2 separate regions of the Anser cygnoides genome follow, and region 2 is linked to region 1. A link is a contact called in public Hi-C data. All regions are on one chromosome and are shown on one strand. Each heading gives the region's core, a stretch centred on a gene start, on an enhancer-like site or on the middle of the called end of the contact. The rest is flanking DNA. Distances are from core to core; before and after follow the strand shown. Region 1 overlaps WNT11 (Wnt family member 11). Region 2 overlaps UVRAG (UV radiation resistance associated).

Region 1 (6,492 bases), core at 587-3,086:
TAACGGTGAGATGGCTTAGAGATGTGAGACGGGGAAGACTCTTAGAGGTACCAGGACGTCCTTGCCCTTCTGTGCCAGAGACCACCCCTGTGATGAAGCTGTTGGGGCTCAGGGAGTGATGCACGGCAGTGTTTTTGCAAAGAGGGCTGGAAAGGGTAGTTTTGGACAAGGAGATTGAGCAGGATTTGTCCAGTCAGCAGGGCTGACCTCCTCCCTTCTTGCATAAAGAAGGACAAAGCACCGTGGCAACGTGAAAGCCTGTTCCTGAGCCAGGACCTTGGCTGGGATTTTGGCCGAAGCATCGTTTTTCACCGGTCTTCCAAGTGCTTCTAGAGGTTACGGTGTTGTGTTAAGATGCAATCGCCTGTGTTCATGTTTTCTCTCCGAGACTCGGGAGCAGGGCATTTCTCCGAGTTGCTGGAATTGTGCTGGACCGGGCCCAAAACAAATGAGACTGAACTTAACCCATCAGCAGGGAGCCTGCTGAGATCGCAGCCATGGGCTCTGAAAGCAGATGCTTGGGGGCAGCTTCTGTGGGTAAACTCTGGTCTTCGGGCTCCTTTGTCTTCCCCCACTTGCTTTTTGTATGGCTAGTTACAGCTGAGAAGCTAACTTTGTTTCAGTTTGTTTAAGAAAAGAAAGAAAGTTAAGATAATTTGCCCGTGACTATAATTTAAAACAGAACAATATGCCTGGTTAGTGGCATTGTCGGAAAAGTTTTCTAGAAAGACATTTAGGTTCGGGATAGAGTCAAAAGCTTTGCTTTGGCTCTTTACCCCTCCTTCCTTCCCGAATGTCACTGTTCCTTGATCCAAAACTGAGAGAAACTTGGGTATTTTTTGGTAGATTTTGTTCTTTTCCTATATTTCAGGCTGAAAGGGATGGACACAGCTATGGGAAAGCCCATCTAGGTCATTTTTTTTTCCCCCTCAAACCACAGGAATTGGGTGCAAGGAAAGGGTGATTCCCTGAACCCAGACAACAGGTGGAAGAGCTTTGTTCTCTAAATGGGATAAATTTGACTCTCTGGTGCTGAATTGGAGCCAGAGTGGCACCACGTCCCTTTCCTTGGCCATTTTAATGGGCTTTTAGCACAAGGGGGCAGGGACACACTGCATACCCAGCCCCGTGCTCCTGCAGATTCACAGTCCTCACTAGGGGAACCTCCACGCAGAAGCCTTTCCGGCCTCTGTTAAAGCTGAGTAAGGTTGTCAAATTCCCTCCCCTCTTCTAATGTCACCATCCCTATATTTGAACCTTTGCTCTGAATATTTAATGCATTTACAAATACATTTATGAGGAGTCATTCGGAGGTTTCCTGGCAGAGGGGCCCCGGCCCCCAGGGCAGTAACAACGCCTTTGGTTCAGCATTAGGCAAACACACTTGGTGTGGTTGCAGACTTTGCCTTCGGTAGAGGCTTTCAAAGGTTTGTAAATATTTACACACACTCCTGAATGAAGGGGAGAAGAGGGGGGGAGCCTTTAAAAACTGAACCTGGGGAGGAATGCAAGTCAGAAATAACAAACAGGAGGCCCGCCTGAGTCAGAAATAAATAAGAGAAGAACAAGAACAAAATCCCAACACCTCATTAATCCCATAACTTCTCCTAAAGCATTACCTCATGAGGAATTCCTATAAATCTCATGGATTTGTTTTCATCTATTAATGGAGTGCTCAGCTCAAGCGTCCGAATTTCTCCTTTCCCTGCCCCAAATCTGCCTTAAACTGTTTCTGTCCAAACTAGCCAGGCAGGATGAGATTTAGGAGAGATGTCAGCAGTCTCCCTGCAATCTTCAAATTACCTTTCTTACAGTAATGTCAAGTCTCCATCAAGTTCACAGCCTCACTGTGTTGGGTGCATAATGAGATATTTTACCCTAAAGCATTAGTGTCCAGCCAGGCATCTGACCCAACATAAACACTTTCACCCTGGGCTATCTTTACAGCCCCTGGAGAAATGTCATCTCCAGGACATGGTTCATCCCACCCAAAAGTCAATGCTTGTTGTGCTTTCATGTCTGCCAGCTTGGAGTATTTTAGGAGAGTGTGATAGCTGGCCTTTGAGAGTGGCTGAGGATCCAGCTCTTCAGTCCCTTCCAAGGCTTCTCCATGCTGGTGATCAAGGAAAAAGATTCCCCAGTTCATGGGTTATTTTCAAAATCCTCAAGCCAGCTGCTCGCAAGCATTTGAAGCAAGGGAACCCCACACAATGCCCGACTTATCCCGACGAGCCTGGCTTTAATTAAAAGCAGAAGCAAAACAAGCAGTGAAAGGCCATGTGATATTTGGCGACCTGTCATCCTGCGCGGCGCTCCCGCTGTGCTGCCTGCTCCTGGGTCAGGGCTCGGGGTGGGACAGGGCCAGCTCCCCGGCTGCTTCTGCTGGGCTGGGACACACTCGGAGGGAAAAGTGCAGAGTCTGGCCCTGTTAGGATCGGCTGTAATTTCCCTGAGAGGTTCAGGGCTGAGTAACGGCTGTAGGAGTCTGCTCAGGAGCTTTCCCAGCCTGGGATCTTTGGCACAGAGCCTGTGCAAATACTCTCTGGCTGCAGGGTTCATCCCCTGTGTTTTTCAGGTTAGGTCATGCTGGACAAACACCGGTGTTTGTTCTTTAGGGCATCATCTTACCCCAGCTCCTTTCAGACAGCCTCGGAGCCTGCCTGGGAATACACTTTGCTAGGGACGATGAGCTTGTGGTGCGGTGAAGGTATCACGATAGCTTCGCTTCTTTGCCTGGAGGTCATTAGGTCCAAACCTCCTGCCCAAGCAGGAATTCATGGTCATAGAAACAGAACCACAGAATGGTTTGGGTTGGAAGGGGCATTAAGGATCACCTAATTCCAACCCGGCCATGGTCAGGGACACATCTCCTAAACCCAGGCTGCCTCCAGCCCCACCCAGCCTGGCCTTGGGCACTGCCAGGGCTGCGGCACCCCCAGCTCCTCTGGGCAGCCTGGGCCAGGGCCTCAGCGCCCTCAGAGGGAAGAATTTCTTCCCAACGCCTCCCCGAAGCCTCCCCCCTGCCAGGCTCCAGCCGGTGCCCCTCGTCCTGTCCCCCCAGCCCTGACAAAGAGTCCCTCCCCAGCTTCCCTGCCCCCCCTGCAGGCCCTGGCAGGCCGCTGGCAGCTCTCCCCGGGGCCTTCTCTTCCCCAGGCCCACCACCCCCAGCTCTCTCAGCCTGGCCCCACAGCAGAGCTGCTCCAGCCCCTGAGCATCCTTGCAGCCTCTTCCAGGCCTGCTCCAGCAGGTCCCTTCCAACTGGAGCTCTTCTCAGCCCTAAACAGGTTGCCCAGAAAAATGCAAGTGCAGCCCTGGGGTCTCCACCACGCTGCCTTCACCCAGCACCTTGCAGAGCCGTCAGGCCCCAGCATCACCCCAAACACTAGGTTGGGAAAGCCCTGCTGGTATTTACAACAGCTCACCACCTTTCCTTTCTTCCAGGCAATGCAACAAGACCTCCAACGGGAGCGACAGCTGTGACCTGATGTGCTGCGGCAGAGGCTACAACCCCTACATGGACAAAGTGGTGGAGCGGTGCCACTGCAAATACCACTGGTGCTGCTACGTGACCTGTAAAAAGTGCGAGAGGACTGTCGAGAGATACGTGTGCAAGTGAAAGCCCCTCGCTCCGCCCGGGAGCTGAGACGCCAGCGGCACCCCAGCACTATTCAGAGAAGAGAAAACATTTCCCCGACTAGACGTCGTTCATCTTGTAAAGACACGGACTTGAAGACACATGGTAGGAGGACAAAAAAAAGCAATCATGCCACGTAAAAATGAGACCCTTAAAAAAATGTAAAAAACGGAAGGCTTTCCCCCACCAATAAAATGCTCTCTGAGAAGACAAAAACTCATTTGGGATGGTATCTTCTTCCAAAATATTTCCTATGGTTGCCAATAATGTCCAGCCATCAAGTGCCTTAATATTTTGAGAAGCAAAATTAGAAACTTTCCCTTGGGGAAGAAAAGCAACACCTGCCTGAAAAATAACCAAGGCTCACACCTGCTTATGCCTTCTCACACAGGTACCGAGTCTGCATTAGGACCATCCCAGAAGCAAAAACGCTACAACTGTTCAGCAATAACTGCATTTGTTGCCAAAGACTAAATTTTTAGCATGGAAGCATCCACTCAGGATGGTAAAGGTGGAAAGATTTCAGGTCCATCCCCTGAAATGACTAACCCGTTTTAATCTTTCTTTTAAGCAGGTCTGTGACTTCCCAGTTACTGCTACAGGAAAATCTGTCCCTGAGTTGTCTGGGCTGGATGGGGCTTCACACTCAACCATGGAAAATAAAAACAACTATGAGATGCCAGAGACAGTGAGAATAGGGCATGCTGAGAAGGGTTTAATGGGGTCCTTGGGTTGTAGTGGAGCCATTAGGTTAAAATACAAAAATGAAGTGAAAATCCAGTGGAAAAAAAAAAGAAAAAAGCTCCTGCTCTCTTTCTGTCTTGACCTGTGGCAACTCACACTTTTTCTGCCACACTGGGCCATCCAGTCCTTAGGGAAAGGTGCCACTCCCTCTCTCCCCCTGGCAAAACTATTGACCCAGCCCCAAAAATATGCAGAGAGCACAGCAGGTCCAGTCCTGGCATGCAGACGTGCAGGGTAGCAGCTATTCCCCACAGAAAAGAGTGGGAACAAATCAGTCCTTCTGCCCTGGCGCAGAGAAAACCACTATCGGTGGCTGTACATATTTTCTTTTGTACGCGGACATACAGAAATATTTATAAGATATATCTTGCGCTTTCCTCTACTCTTCTTCCTACGTAAATATATCTATATACTATAAACAAGCCTTAACAATAGTATGGAATAAATGCTGAAGTTACTGGTGCAACAGCAGAATGTTAGCTTATTATGTTTCACCCAAGGACATTGTTTCCTACTTGGAAAGCAAACCCCGGTCTCCTTCCCAAGGACAGGAGAAGAGCGTAGCTTGAGGCTCTCGCTGGCGTGCGATCGATAAGTTCCTGTATTCCCTGTTTCCCCAGCCTCTTTATTTTGAGCAGAATTAGCCAAGATACAGTCAAGATAATGAAACGGAGCACTCGGAGGAAGGAAGAGTCACCGTTCCTGTTTTTTTTTGTTGTTCATCGGTTAAATATCCCAGTGCCCCCAGGGAGTGCATTCACAAACGTGACTGATGCTTCTCATGGGTGGCTTGTTTCTCACTCCTGAGTGCAGAGAGATGCTGTGCAGTGGAGATTTTAGCTCAAGTTAAGTTGCTTTGTCTCTCTCTTTATTTTTTTTTGCTATGGGCATTCACTTCTGTGTCTCTGTTAGGGAAAGGGACACTGGAGGGGGATGTCTGCTCCAGGAGAAGGCTGCAGAGGCTGTGAGGTCCTTCAAAACATTTCTGGGGAGTCTGCTCTGCAAAATCATGTAAGCAGCCAGCAAATCACTCCTACACAAATGTGGGGACAGTGGCACTTCTCTAGGGAGAAACACGGCCATTGTCTTCCTCTGAATCCTTTTCTTCCCAACCAGCCATTCTCTAGGAGCCAACTGCTTCTGACTTGCTTCTGAGCAGCCCTTGGGAGCTAGAAGAAAATAGCATGGTGGGCTGTAGAGCAAAATTAGAGATGTTTCATTCTCTAGCATTGTGTGCTATAGCAAAATTAGAGATATTTTGTTCTCCTCAGCTACTTTGCTTTGCTGTAATGGGTTTGGTCTCCTCGCTGCCTTTCCCTCCCCCAGCCCCGGGGAGGCAAAAAGAGGCCTTTGGTACTTTGTCAGTGGTTTGTGTTATTGTCACCCCATAAAAGCTGGTGGACTAAAATGTCTCCGCAGCATGGTGTGATGAGCGGTTGGGTGTCTTTAGGCTGACATGCAGACAGGTCGGTGGCATGAGTCCCACTGCTCTCCAAAGCCAGAATTTGGCTTTGTTTGATATTGTAAAGACAAAGTCAGATTTCATTCTTTTAAGGAATTTTCTTTTTAATTCCAGTTCCTGACGAAGCCAAGGGATGTTCTGACTGAAGGAAAACTTGAGCATTTCAATTCTGTTCTGTAATGACTTTTTCTTGCTCCCTTGCTGATGTCTTGAGTCTTTGGGCTTGGCGCAAAAATAGCGAGATGGAAGAAATGCTCCGTATGCACATTGTTTTCAGCTGCATTTCACTCCTCCAATGTCAGGCCCTTGTTCCTCAGCTGCTTTTCCCATGTCAGAAAAAATCTTATCTTTGCAGAATGAGAGAAGATGTGAGTAAGCCTACCAGGCATCTGCAGGTCCTCAGACCCCAAGGTGGGAAGTGACCTTTAGATGTTGAACTGAAATGGCTGCAGTGCTTGGAGGATTGTGGTTCAGTGCATCCAGGCTCAAAATCTCTTCTTGCTCCTCCCGAAATCCTTCACAACCGGCTTCATCTGTGTTTTGCTTCTTTGGGTCAATGAGGCCCCAGCCCATGTCCTAGGCTGTTGATCTATGAATCAATGCTGCTACACTCCTTTTGCCGTAACTCCCAAGTTTCAGAAACCTTTTTCTT
Region 2 (6,482 bases), core at 1,456-3,955, 170 kb after region 1:
GTAGAATCCCCCCCCCCAACAAATTCTGATTTACTTTTATTATGTTTTTATATTCAATGGCATACATTCTCAACCCGTAACATGTGAACCACTGGTGTTGTACAAACCACTTCAAATAGTTTGGCCACTATAGCTTGTACCAGCACCAGTGACCCCATGCAAGCTTGGAAAGTTTTAAAATACAAATACGTACTTAAATAAAGTCATTTACTTTTATGAGTTTAAAAACATGCCAATGATTTTGGAAATCAACTGCAAGGACTTGGAAGGCAACAGGAATGAGTGACCATGAGTTCAACAGTTCACAGTCCTTTGGAAATAGGAAAAGGACAAAACCAGAATGACTGACCTCTGTCGGTCAGTGGTAACATCTCTGAGGAGACGAGTCAAAAAGAAAAAAAACAGATGAAGTGACACGGTGACAGTTCTGTTTTAAAAAAGAGAAGAGAGACTACAGGTACAAGTGCCAACTAACCCAGACTGCAGGAAACAGACTACCAGCTTGGGCTCGATGAATAGTTTGTAATTTTAATTAAGAAATAAATCAGTACTTGCATGATACAACTGAACAGCAAACTCACAGAATCACAAGGGCAAAAGCCAGAAGAGGCTGAAAAGCAAAGCAAGCAGCATCACAACTCGCAAGCGACAGAACGAACTGATGTATTTACACAAGTATAGATTAAGGACAGCACTGACTTGGTACTAATGGAGAAAAGCTATCAAATCGTTTGGAGGAAAGGGAGTATTTAATCCCTTCTTTTGCTCTAGTCTTCCCCCATGAAAGTCAAGTGTGAACAGCTGGCTGCCATTATTAATGCCAGCAACAAAGAGCCACAGTCTAAGTTATATTAACAGCTTGGTTAAGTGAATTTCCAAGATTAGCACGACTTGATTAACTTCAACTTAAGACATTTTAGCCTTTAAGTAATTTCAGAGCCATTGGAGGTTATCTTCCAAAATACACTAAGCACGGGCAAAATACCAGAAGTCTGGAAAATGGTAAATGCAACCCAAGCTTAAAAAACAAACCAAATGATACAGCCCAAAAACATTTCTCTAATTCAGGGGCAGAACAGGAAAGAAGTGATGGAAAGGAGAACTGGGAAGGAAAAAAAAAACAACCAGAAATTAAGTATAAAAAACCGCAATGGATTTTTCACGAATAAAACTGTCAAACCAATCAGAGCAGCTGACCCTGCCCTAGGGTTGGGCAACAGCCTGAACAGCCTCTACAGGTCCCTCTGAGACCAGCTTTTTGGCCATTTTCTGAATTCCATACCAAATGTGTGGGCAGCAGGTATTAGTGCTTCTTGAATAAAAGTCTGTAAACTTGTAAAAGTTAAGAAAAAAAATCTCATTCATTTGCCAAAGCAAAGGATGATTTTTAAAACACATAAGAACGAGGATGATTAGAGGACTTTTAAAAATTTAAGAGTTATACATTGGCAAGACTTTTCTTATCAAGTAAGTATAGAGGTAGAAGGGCAGTTAATAATAAAGCAAAATTAAATGACACAGTAATGAGAATGAGATGAATTGAGTGTAATGACAATAACAGAAAATATTCACAATTTTCCAAATAGGGCATGTATGCTCACAGTATTTACTATTTGAAAAGGAAAATTTAATTGTTAGCTGGCAAGCCCTTCTCAAAGCAGCACAGGAGAAGGTCTTAGCACAAAGCAACAAGGCAAGTGAAACTTGTGATTTGGAGAACACCTCCAAATAGTTCACCATTGTTCTCCATGGCAAACAGCATCACCAGACAGCAGATGCACACTTGCCACACTGACACTAAGCAGATGGTAGATATTAATAATAAAATCTTAGTGTACCAACCTGTGCTATATTTTTGTTGAGAAGATATACTCCATATTCAAACTGAAGCTTCTCCCCTCCTTTTGGATATAAAGGAAATCTGATGGGGAAAAAAAGCATTAAAGGTGAAGTTATTCAGATGTTTAAATGAACTCAAAAAAGAGACAGACTCCACAACTGGAAAGGTAAAGATTTAAAGTACTTCCATTGCCCAGGAACCCCCTCCAGAGGAAGTTATCAGGAGCCCTCTGCAACTCCAGTCAGCCTTTTAAAAATTGATGTCAAAATTCAGCTAACGAATTGCGTTTTCTAAAGTATTTCAGGTTTTTAGAAGATGCTTTATGACCCTGCCAGTGCTGCAACATTTCTCTCACTAAATGAAGCGTGTTTTAAGAAGCACGCAGCATAATATCAAATTCCACCGTACTCCTTTGTATTCAGCCTTTTGCATTTGGTTAGCTTGCTTCCTAATAAAATCCTTTTAAGAAAGGCGTTCTCTTTTGATTAAGTTGTTATTTTGTGATTGAAAGAGTACAAATCTCTTTACAGACCCTTGCAGGCCCATTTACCAACACACCAAAAGAACAATTACATGGTACAAACCATTTTCCATCTTCGTGTGCTCTCCGTCCCACTTAAACCTCACGTAAAACCCTTCAGCTCCCTCGGACATCTGCCCCAGCAACCTTCCTCCCCATCCTGTTGTGAAAACCTTTCCAACAAGCTTCACACATGCAGCCGAGGCTCAATACAATTACAGCCTCATAGCTCACACAACCCATGCAAACAGATTCCTAATGTTTAATTCTGTTCTATTATAATAAACCATGGCTCTTAGTATCTAAGTGTAGCTAACAGTTTATAGGAAGAGCCACAACTTATTCCAGTCTCAACTGCTGCAGGAAACCAGAGACCCACCACTGTAGCCCCTAAAGCATCTTTGACATTCTCTACTGAAACAATTTTATGTGCACGGAATATTTGCTTAAGTGAAGCCGTTCAAACTTTTAATACTTGTAAACTACCTTTCTGAGGACTGTCTTTTGACTCTTCCTTACCACCAGAGGCTGAGGTCAACCGTGGTCAAGCCGGTAACTTCAGTAGGATCTGTAACTTAATGTTTATGGGAGCTACACCATGAAACCAACTTTTGTCTTCCTAAAGAACCCTACGTTCTGCAGCCCCTAATCAAGATGCTGAGGATATTATCTGCACTAAACCCACATTACATCAGAAAGCAAAGTCCCTCTCAAATTTAAGATAACAAACACAGGAGATCGATATCTACTAGAAACAACACACACTCCAGAGGGGTGATTACGCAAAGTGTATTTTAACATCAATCAAATAGAAAATCTTTACTGCAGCCCCACAGTAGAGTACATTTGCAGCATTTAAGGAGAATTATATAGCACCATTAAAGCTAAAGGTTAACAGGTCACGATCGCAGCAGATCAAATATTAAGATGTCAGCTTCAAGTTTTATGCTACTTTCAAACTCACTAGGTCACTTTAAGTTGAGGAATATAAAAATCACCTTGAACAGCATACATCTAGCTCACCTTGCTTAATAGATCTATAAATCCAGCTGGTTCCCCATGCAAGAAAACAAAACCTTTTGAAATGACCACATGCTACAACAATTCCACCGCGCGTTATCCTAAGTGTAAAATACAAATCAAAAGGAATTCGTTTCAGTCTCTACAATTACACTTACCCAAATGGAGGAAGATTTAGATTTAAAGGATACCTTTACAATTAACGGCATAAAACTCACTCAAGCTTGACAATAAAAGCGCCATTAGGAACACAAGCCCTGTTTCGGTATAAGATAGTATTTCATTAAGCCACTAGCAATGGGAACCATGTATTCTATTATTAGACACAGAGCCCTTTGATATATCCAGTAGAGAAAAGAGGATAAAACTCTTTCACGGTGCTCGCTACCATCTCTGACAGCTGAAATGGCGAAGATTGAGCTTTTGGAGCTTTTTTTTGAGCTTTCTGTTTATCAGGTTGGTCTTAGTGTGTTTTTTCTTCTCCTTTTTGTTAATATTCACATTTCTAACTTCCATTAATTAATCTTGAAAGAATCTAAACTACATACATCCTCATGTCAGCTTTTATAACATAGTAAGTAAGCTACATGAAAGTCTCGAAAAACGTCAGTGGATGTCTTTGCATATGCACATTTATGACATACAGAAAAATATTACCAACTTTGATGTTCCTTTCTTTGTGTGTTATCTTGCTTGCCCATTAGGGCTGGTCACAAGCAATAAACTTAAGGGAGAGGAACCACGACATTTTACATAGTGCTTCACTGAGCATAACTGAATACAACTTTAACTCTTGGCTCCCTACATGAAATTGTTTTTGCCTGCTTCTTAGAAAAGCATGACTGCAAGCTAAATCTCTTCCTTTGGCATGCTGTGTGAGGTTTTAGTTATGCATGCTCAAAAATTACAGTTGAAACTGACCCTTTTAGTAGCTTTATAATCACAAAACACTCAATAAAATGCAGAATGGCATCTGCCTGCCCGTTCCCCTTCAACATCTACCTTCCTGGGTTCCATTCCTGCTGCTGCGTTTGAGTGGGGTGGGAAGGAAATCATTAAGCTCCTTTAAAACAGAACATACCTAAGATGAGAATAAGTGTGATGTATTTACTGGAAAGAACAAAAACCAAGCCACAAATATCTGTTGTGTAATCACCAGAACAGACTGTCTGAGAGCAGTTACCAAGCAGTTGGGTAAGTTGTCAGTTTAAAGGGGTTTCTGAAGTTGACAGAGATCATCCCCTGGCACAGAAGATGCATTTTTCCTCCTTCTGTCCTAAGGCCCTTCTCAATCATCTTCTGAAAGGTGATAGAAGAGGTTCAGAAGAAAGATGTCACTCCCATCTTCAAGAAGGACAGTCCAGGAAGCTCACCCTGAGCCCTGGGAAGGTGATGGAATCAATTCCCCTATGCCACTTCCAATCATGCTATGAACAAGAAATCTGGGAGCAGTCACCACAAATTCACAAAGGGTAAATAACCAACCTGACTCAGTGGGTTAGGGGAGAGCAGCGGGTGTTGCTTTTCCTCTATTTCAGTGATGTTTTTGACATGTCCTCATCCCAGGCAAAGCGATAAAGTACAGGCTACATAAGGAAGCAGCGAGACAGACTGACAGCTGGCTCTGCTGCCAGGCTGAAAGGGTTGTGGCCAGCAGCACGGGTCCAGTTGAAGGCCAGTCACCAGACAAGTAAAACGCAGCGGCTAATACAGGGGTCAATCCTGTTAAATACCTTCATTAGTGACCCAGATGATGGGACAAGGAAGCACCCTCAGCACGTCTGCAGCTGATAGAGAATTGGGAAGAGTGACTGACAGATGGAGAAATGGGCGGACGACAATCCTGTGGAGCTCAGGAAGGGGAAATGCCAAGTTCTGCAGAACAAGCCTAGGCACCAGCACAGGCTGGAACTGACCAACTGGAAAGCCTGGTGGACACCCAGTTGAACAGCAGCCAGCAATGGGCCCTTGTGGCAGAGAGATCCACCAGCATCTTGGGCTGCATCAGGAAGAGCATCAGCAGGGAGGTGATCCCTCCCCTCTACTCAGTGCTGGTGAGGCCACGTCTGGAGTGCGGGGTCCAGTCCTGGGCTCCCAACAGCAGACAGACGTGGGCATACTGGAGAGAGTCCAGCAAAGGGGCACAAAGATGACTGTGGTGTCTTCGGCCTTCCTTGAATGCCTCATGCAAGTCTTGATCACTCTTGGTGAGAAACAAAGAGCCCAGAAAAACTTGCGTCAACTCAAATAGCTTCTTGGAAGGATCTGTGTAAGCCTCCCCAGTTGAATCTAAGAGAAAACATACTGTGAGGATGATGAAACACTGCAAGAGGCTGCCAGGACAGGCTCCATAGTCTCCGTCCTTGGGCTTATTCAAAACTGAATGCACATGGTCCCAAGGAAACTGCTCTGAGCAGAAAGGCTGGGAACAAGATCCCCAGAGGTCCCTTCCTGCTTCAGCTATTCTGTGACCCTCTCATTCTTTCCTGGCAAAGCCATCATGCAAGCACAGGCAGAAGTTATGAACAAAACAGTTTCTGCTCTTCGGAGTTCACTCTTGTGAATTCTTGTAAAAATAGGTTAACGTTTATCTTGTGACTATGGAATACTACCTTTCACTAGTGCACAGACTTCACAAAACATAGCCCTGATACAAACTGAGTTTACAGTAAATATTCTGTATCTGTATCTAAAGAGCACATTACTGCCACATGTCAGCTGAACAGTAACTTTTAACAGTAGCTCATAAAGATGATCGTAGTTCAAGAACATTAACTTGATGCAAGAAATAAAAGCACAACATTTAGTAACTTATAACAGGTTAGGCCAATTTGGGACCAATTTGGAGTTGTCTCTGTAGCTGTTTCCACTGCACTCAGGGCTATTCTTGCTCCACTTCAGACACCGGACATGTCAGCAGTAAGACCCTGTGCTGGGGAAAAGCATAAAGTGATAAAAGGAACAAGCTGGCAGGAGCGTGGACAGGCAGCTTTGGGACTGAAAATCTTTAGCACAGTTGTCAAATTAAAAAAAAAAAGTCTTACTCTGAATTCAGAAGGTGGAGAACACAAAGTAAGAGTGATCTGAACTGCACACAAGACT

The links. Hi-C and Micro-C count contacts between places; a contact is called where the count stands out from the background.
Region 2: a Hi-C map of liver shows a contact between it and region 1, with 4 times the contacts expected there. The contact joins two enhancer-like sites. A contact is called at or near these places in 2 of 7 Hi-C or Micro-C datasets (both in liver).

Annotation. Positions count from the first base shown.
Region 1 is chr1:209,973,240-209,979,731 of Taihu_goose_T2T_genome, forward strand. It overlaps WNT11 (Wnt family member 11), which reads left to right. Exons shown (of 7, transcript XM_066990016.1): 7 at 3,442-6,492. The coding sequence ends at 3,616. Among named protein-coding and RNA genes, the nearest start is that of WNT11, 27 kb to the left of the region's middle. Within about 2 kb of position 1,837, at least 2 of the 3 cell types and tissues checked have open chromatin away from gene starts, as enhancers often do. A contact at or near this core is called in liver, where this site is marked.
Region 2 is chr1:210,142,491-210,148,972 of Taihu_goose_T2T_genome, forward strand. UVRAG (UV radiation resistance associated) reads right to left here. Exons shown (of 15, transcript XM_066990017.1): 13 at 1,843-1,921. Among named protein-coding and RNA genes, the nearest start is that of UVRAG, 63 kb to the right of the region's middle. Within about 2 kb of position 2,706, at least 2 of the 3 cell types and tissues checked have open chromatin away from gene starts, as enhancers often do. A contact at or near this core is called in liver, where this site is marked.